Regions from separate parts of the Sus scrofa genome. Here region 1 is linked to region 2. The links are chromatin contacts, called in public Hi-C maps. All regions are on one chromosome and are shown on one strand. The core of a region is the stretch at or near the end of the contact, and the rest is flanking DNA. Distances in the headings are between cores, read along the strand shown. Region 1 holds the start of IFI6 (interferon alpha-inducible protein 6). Region 2 overlaps AHDC1 (AT-hook DNA-binding motif-containing protein 1).

Region 1 (3,202 bases), core at 120-2,619, 100 kb after region 2:
TCAAACCACAGCAGTGGCAATGCCAGATCCTTAACCCACTGAATCACCAGGGAACTCCTGATAGACTTATTCTTACAATGCATTGAATATTTACAGGCACCAAACACTGATCTCATATTCGTTTTTCAGAAAGAAAGGAGGGTAAAGGAGCTAGCCCAAGGTCACAGAGCAAATTGTGCAGCCTAGACACATCTCAGGTCTGTCAGAATCCAAAACCTATGCTATTTCCATGACACTACAAAATAGGAGAACACATATCCCCCCCAACTCTAATGTGATCTTTGTCTGCTTAATGCTTTTTCCTTGAATTAAAAACAAACAACAACAAAACCCCCAACAATTTCCCCTATGTTGAGTACTTACTTAGCACTTTCTGGCACAAAGTTATGTATACCCATAACAACCCCATGAAGTAGGTGCCGTTATTCTTTTTTTTTTTTTTTTTTGTCTTTTGCCATTTTCTTGGGCCGCTCCCACGGTATATGGAGGTTCCAGGCTAGGGGTCGAATCAGAGCTGTAGCCGCCAGCCTACGCCAGAGCCACAGCAACTTGGGATCGGAGCCGCGTCTGCAACCTACACCACAGCTCACGGCAATGCTGGATCCCTAACCCACTGAGCAAGGCCAGGGATCAAACCTGCAACCTCATGGTTCCTAGTAGGATTCGTTAACCATTGTGCCACGGCGGGAACTCGGGTGCCGTTATTCTCAACCACGTATTATACATAAGGAAACTCAAACTCAGAAAAGTAACACTCCCAGGCCTGCCCAGCTGTAGCAGAATCAGGATTTAAAGCCATAATTGACTGATGCCCAGACCCACACTTTGGAGGTTTACTTCAGATCCTGTCATCTATCCTCAAAGATAAACTCACTGTCACAGTAGATCCTAGGATAAAGGGCTTTCAGAGATCATCCAGTCCCTTGGGCAGGTAAAGTAGCTTGATCCTTATTTCACAGATGAGGAGTCAAAGGGACAGGATTAAGGCCATATACTGTTGACATGGCACCTATAAGCGAAGTCTCATAGCTCCTGCAGCTTAGCATCCCAACCCCTAAAAGCCCACCAACCCATGCCCTCAGACCAGTCTTAGTCCAGGACACTAAAGGGGACTCAATGGTGTAGCCTCCCTGAGGAATGGGCATCCTGGCCCTCATGGCCTGAGGCTCACAGGCAGGCAGCCTGACACCCACACCTTATAGCTTCTGGGTTTACCTTGAAGAGAGCAGAAAAGAAATCTTCTTGCCTGGAGCCTGCTGATAGATGGCAGTAGCAGTGAGATAACGGCTCTCAGGCTGGATTTTTATAATCCTTCCCACTGCTGTAACTCTCCTCCCCAAGTGGCCAATTGCTGTCAAGTTTCCAGTTTCAGTTTCCATTTCCAGGGTTCTACAGTGTCTTGTCTCCTCCCTACAGCTCTGCTCAGTGACAATATCTCTGCTGAGCTGCTTAGTGGCCAGACAGTATAATTCAAGCCAGTGACTTTCCAAACAGCTAAGAGTATTCAAAGCAGGTCACATTAGGGTGGGGTCCACAGCCCTGCAGGGCTTAGTGAAGCCAGACCACCAGCACCTCTTGGGGCACAAGGTCTTTCACAATTCGAGTCAATTAATAATAATGCCCACAAGAGTTTCCATTGTGTCTCAGTGGAAACAAATGCGACTAGGAACCATGAGGTTGCAGGTTTGATCCCTGGCCTCGCTAAGTGGGTTAAGTAGCCAGCGTTGCCATGAGCTATGGTGTAGGCCAACAGCTGCAGCTCCAATCCAACTCCTAGCCTGAGAACTTCCATATTCCATGGGTGCGTCCCTGAAAAAACAAAGTAATAATCATGCCTGCATTTATTGAGCACTTGCTGCATACAAGGGCCTGGAAAGAGATCCAATCCCACAAGTCTTGTGACTACCGTCATTTGTGTACAGACCTATTTTGCAGAGGAGATTAAAGCTTGTGGAAATGAAATCACTCCATTCCATTGTTCTCTCAGGCTGGCTGCTTCTGGGTGATGGGTATATGGTAAGACCGGTGACGCCCACGTTCAGAGGCCATTGCCACACATTTAATTTGCCATTAAAATGGGTCTTCTAGCCCTGGGTAATGGATTGCGCTTTCTTTCTTTCTTTCTTCCTTTCTCTCTCTCTTTTTTCTTTTTAGAGCCACACCCAAGGCATATGGAAGTTCCCAGGCTAGGGGTGGAATCAGAGCTGTAGCTGCCAGCCTACACCACAGCCACAGCAACACTGGATCTGAGCAGTATCTGTGACTGTTGCTTGCAGCAATGCCAGATCCTTAACCCGCTGAGCCAGGCCAGGGATCGAACCCGAATCTTCAGGAACACAATGTCAGGTCCTTAACCCGCTGAGCCACAACAGGATCTCCAGATTGAGTATTCTTTAAACTTTCAGATATTATTGCTTGCAGAACTAGAAGTACAATCCATATTTGGAGTACATAACAATTCCAGGAAAATGAATCATTGCTTTCTCCAAAGTGGAAGGGGACTGATGTAACTGACCTGCCACCACAGTGCTGGCTGCTCTCTCTGACCAATGTTGCTATGCTGCTGCCTGCTGCTGGCTGGTGGGCTATTTGTTGGCCATTGTTAGATCAGCCTTGGTGAAAGGGATGCCAAGTTGTTGGGTCCATTCATAGCCTCCATCCTTGCCACCATGGCCACCCTTTTATGAGTCTTTTGCAAAGTAGCAGGGTAACTAAGTTTACAGGCGGGCTGACATCCACAGGATGGGATATCTGACCATCTGGCTGGAGAGCCTCATCTGCAGTAGGAGGTCAATGGTGAGCAAAAATGTGAGACACAAAGATCTGCATACTTTTCACTAACTCCTGTTAATCCATCTATATGCCACTTACACAGATCTGCTTATCTCCAATGTTCCACTTTACTTTTCTTTTCTTTTTTTTTTTTGTCTTTTCAGGGCCAAACCCATAGCATACGGATGTTTCCAGGCTAGGAGTTGAATCAGACCTTTCGCTGCCAGCCTACACCACAGCCACAGCAAAGCCAGATCTAAACCTTATCTGTGACATACACCACAGATGATAGCAATGCTGGATCCTTAACCCGCTGCTCGGAGCCAGGGATCGAACTCTCATCCTCATGGATACCAGTCAGATTCGTTAACCTCTGAGCCACGACGGGAACTCCCCAAGTTCCACTTCTCTGTTCCATGCCTTTGACCAA
Region 2 (3,200 bases), core at 133-2,632:
CCTCCCAAGGGCACCCTCTATCCTACGTCTTCGAACCAAGCTAAAAAGGTTCTTCTGTCCGTCTGTCTGCTTCTGGGTCAGTGTGCCTGAGCCTGCCTATGGGGACACCAGCCGGCTGGGAGGGGGCTGGGGGCCCCAACCTGCTGTGCACAGTGCCGGGAAGGGCCAGCCCACATCCTTGAGTCCCCAGCCCCACCCTCCCCGCTGCGGCTGTGACCACCCCACCCCTTCCCCAGCCAGCTCCCCCTCCCCCACCCACAGCCTCCCCAGGGGAGCCAGGCTGCCAGCCCCAGCTCTCACTTCCGGCCTCATGACCCTCTCTCCAGCCTGCATACTCCCCCCCCACACACACACCATTTCCCTCCCAGCCAGGACTGAAGGCCCAGGGATGTCCTCAAATGGAAAACTCTGCACCGAAGGGGCTATTATGGCTGCTGTGAAACCTCCCCCATCATCTCCCTTTCGGGGGGCCTCTATCTCCCAGGACCTGCCCCCACAAGAATGATACATCACTCCTCTCAGTTTCCTTCTCTTCTGCCCCTTCCCACCCACCCAATTGTACCTGAAGATCTTCCAACTTGACTCCAGGCCAAAATCATAAAGAAAAATAACAACAATGAAAGTAATAATGGCAGCTGCCACTTATCTGGCATTTAAATGAAGGCTCAGAGAGGTTAAGTAATGCCCTTAAGAAAATCAGCCATAACAGGGAAGAGCCAGAGTCTGAAGTTCGGCTTATTAGGCTCCTCTAAACCAATCTCTCCTTCACTGTCCAGAGACTCGCCCCCTCCCCTGCAAGCTTCCTCCAACTGCCCTAGTCCCAACCACCAGTTCTAATTTTTGACTTCTAATCTACCCCCTCCCGCCTAGGTCATCCAATGCACTACTCTCCCTCACCACTAGGTGTCCCCTTATAGCCACTGATGCCCCCAAGGGGAGCAAGACCTGCTCCGCCCCCGGGGAGCCATCAGGACAGCCCACCCCACCCCCCACAGCACTGCACACCCCACCCCACCCTACCCCCAGCCACACAGAGCTCCTTTGTGCAGCCCTTGCCCACCCGCTTCCTGCCCAGAGCAGGGCACCTGGCAAGCAGGTCGGCCCTAGACCCGCCCCCTGCCAGCCCCCTGCCCTGGATGCCAGGTGTGTGGGCACTACTGCCAGCTCTGGCTGAACCCAAGGGTCACCCTGCCGGGAGGCCCTCCCTTCCTCCCTCCGAGGTCACCCAGGGACTGTGCTTCCCGCCCTGCTCCGCCCCCATCCCCTCCTGCCCTTGGCCCTTGCAGACTCCCGTCCTTGTCTTTCCTTCTGTGTCCCGGAGGACTCCCCTCCTCCAGCCCCACCAGGCCCTCCCCACAGCCTCTCACCACCGCCCACCTCTTTCCCCTGAGAGCTCCCTGTTCCGCCCCCCCCCTCCCTGCCCAGGTCTGAAGAACTCCTCCTCCTGGAAAGTTGCTGCTGGAAAGGAAGTGACTTCAGCAATTTGGCCACAAGGCTGGGCACTGCTGAGCCCAGCTCAGCTGAAGGCTTGTCCAGCCCACCTCCAAAGCACAAACGGAGCCACGTGCACACGCCACCCCCAGAGTGCAGCCGGAACCCTGAACACTCACTGCCCTAGTGACACTCGGAAGGATATCTGTGTAAACACCCCACCCCACCCCACTCCCGTGTACTCACACAACACCCCAGTGTGTTCAGATTCTTGTCTACACACCTCACCAGTGTACACCAGCACCCTACACACACACACACATACACACACACACACACACACACACACACACACGCCATCCAGTGCAGCATACACAACACTCCAGTCTTCCCATAACCTGCCCAGGGCACACTGAATCCTGCGTGCTCACTCCAATGAACCGCACACACAGTCTCGGAATGTCCCCCAGCCCAGTCCACTTACATAACTCTTGTGTACAGAAGCAAGCACACCTAAGGACAGAGTCCTATACATGCTGGCTTGCACAGAAGCCGGAGTTCTTGCACATGAGATGCCCTGTACGTTTATGGTCGGTACACCTGGCATCCTCCCCTGGCTGAACCTCCCCACCCTTAGGATCCCAGGAGGCCCCACCCCGAGACCTCAGGCCCCAGGAATGCTCTTTTGGAAGTTGGGTGGGGTCCCCAGGCAGGCTGGCTCTAAGGGAGCTTCCTGGAGCCCGAGGCTTCATGTGTCAGTTCAGGGAGTTGCCTCTGCAGGGCAGGGCAGCCCCACCTGGTCTCTGCGGCTCTTGAACCTGGGTGGGCTAATCTGGGCCTAGAGTGGGGAGGTGGGTCCTGCCCCCGCCCCCATCCCACCTCATCCCAGGAGGGCAGCCTAGCTTACCCGAGCCACCCATGTCCTCTCAGCACCTCGCCCTGGCCTCCCAGCTCTCTGCTTCTGCAGACTCTAGAACCCTGAGAGGGGTTCAGCTTCACACAGCAGGCATTCTGGTTTCCACCTCTGCCCTGAGTTCTGGTCACTGTCACAACCCCGTTCCCTTCCCAACTCTTTCAGGCCCTCCAGGTGCAGGGACGAGTCGCCGTACTAGGAGGCAGAACTCTGGGAAACTTGCTGTATATCCGCGGGCCTCACCTTTCTGGATGATGGGGAGTAAGGTGGATGACTATAGTTTGATTCTGGAGGACCTCTTTTTAGCCTAAGCTGGGAGGGGGAAATCCCTGCTGGGACGGGGAGGGAAGTACCCCTGACCCCCACCACTGGGGGGGCCAGGTACAGACCCGGCTTCCCTAGACACTGTTACCTGAGCAGGCTGTGTAGACAAGCCCGGCTCAGCAGGAAAGGTCTGTCTTCGCCAATGATTCCAGGGTGGTCTCTTCGGTGGCCTGAGAGTTGCCCCGAACCCGGGGCCCTCTGCAAGCACTCAGCTGGGCGGGCTCTGGGGTCCAGGCCGATGGGTAGACAGGCAGGCAAGCTCCCATCTGTGGAAGCAAAAACAGCATCTTGACATAAGCCTGGGTACCGGATGAGCCAGGCAGAGGGACTGGGAGGCCATCCTAGATGGGGTCTACTCTTGCACATGAGGAAATTGGTGCCAACCTCAATTCCCCGGGGAGTGCGAGCCTGTCTCTTGAGACCCCAGGCAGTACTTTGCACGGGTAGGTACGTGTACACGTGAACAGGAACACCCACGCTCTGGTGGAGAGAATTTGGCCTTGGGAGTCAGAATGGTCCTTGGCTCAATTCT

Evidence for each region. A called contact is a pair of places that touch in the nucleus more often than the background predicts.
Region 1: a Hi-C map of skeletal muscle shows a contact between it and region 2, with 5 times the contacts expected there. The contact joins the promoter of IFI6 here to the enhancer-like site in region 2. A contact is called at or near these places in 15 of 47 Hi-C or Micro-C datasets (blood, brain, embryonic fibroblasts and 9 more) and 1 of 2 datasets of contacts at active chromatin or transcription factors (alveolar macrophages).

Annotation. Positions count from the first base shown.
Region 1 is chr6:84,856,703-84,859,904 of Sscrofa11.1, forward strand. IFI6 (interferon alpha-inducible protein 6) reads right to left here and starts at 1,370. Exons shown (of 5, transcript XM_021095660.1): 1 at 1,216-1,370.
Region 2 is chr6:84,754,954-84,758,153 of Sscrofa11.1, forward strand. AHDC1 (AT-hook DNA-binding motif-containing protein 1) reads right to left here. Exons shown (of 7, transcript XM_021095642.1): 2 at 2,757-2,934. Among named protein-coding and RNA genes, the nearest start is that of AHDC1, 18 kb to the right of the region's middle. Within about 2 kb of position 1,383, at least 40 of the 83 cell types and tissues checked have an H3K27ac peak or open chromatin away from gene starts, as enhancers often do. A contact at or near this core is called in alveolar macrophages, liver, retroperitoneal adipose tissue and 2 more, where this site is marked.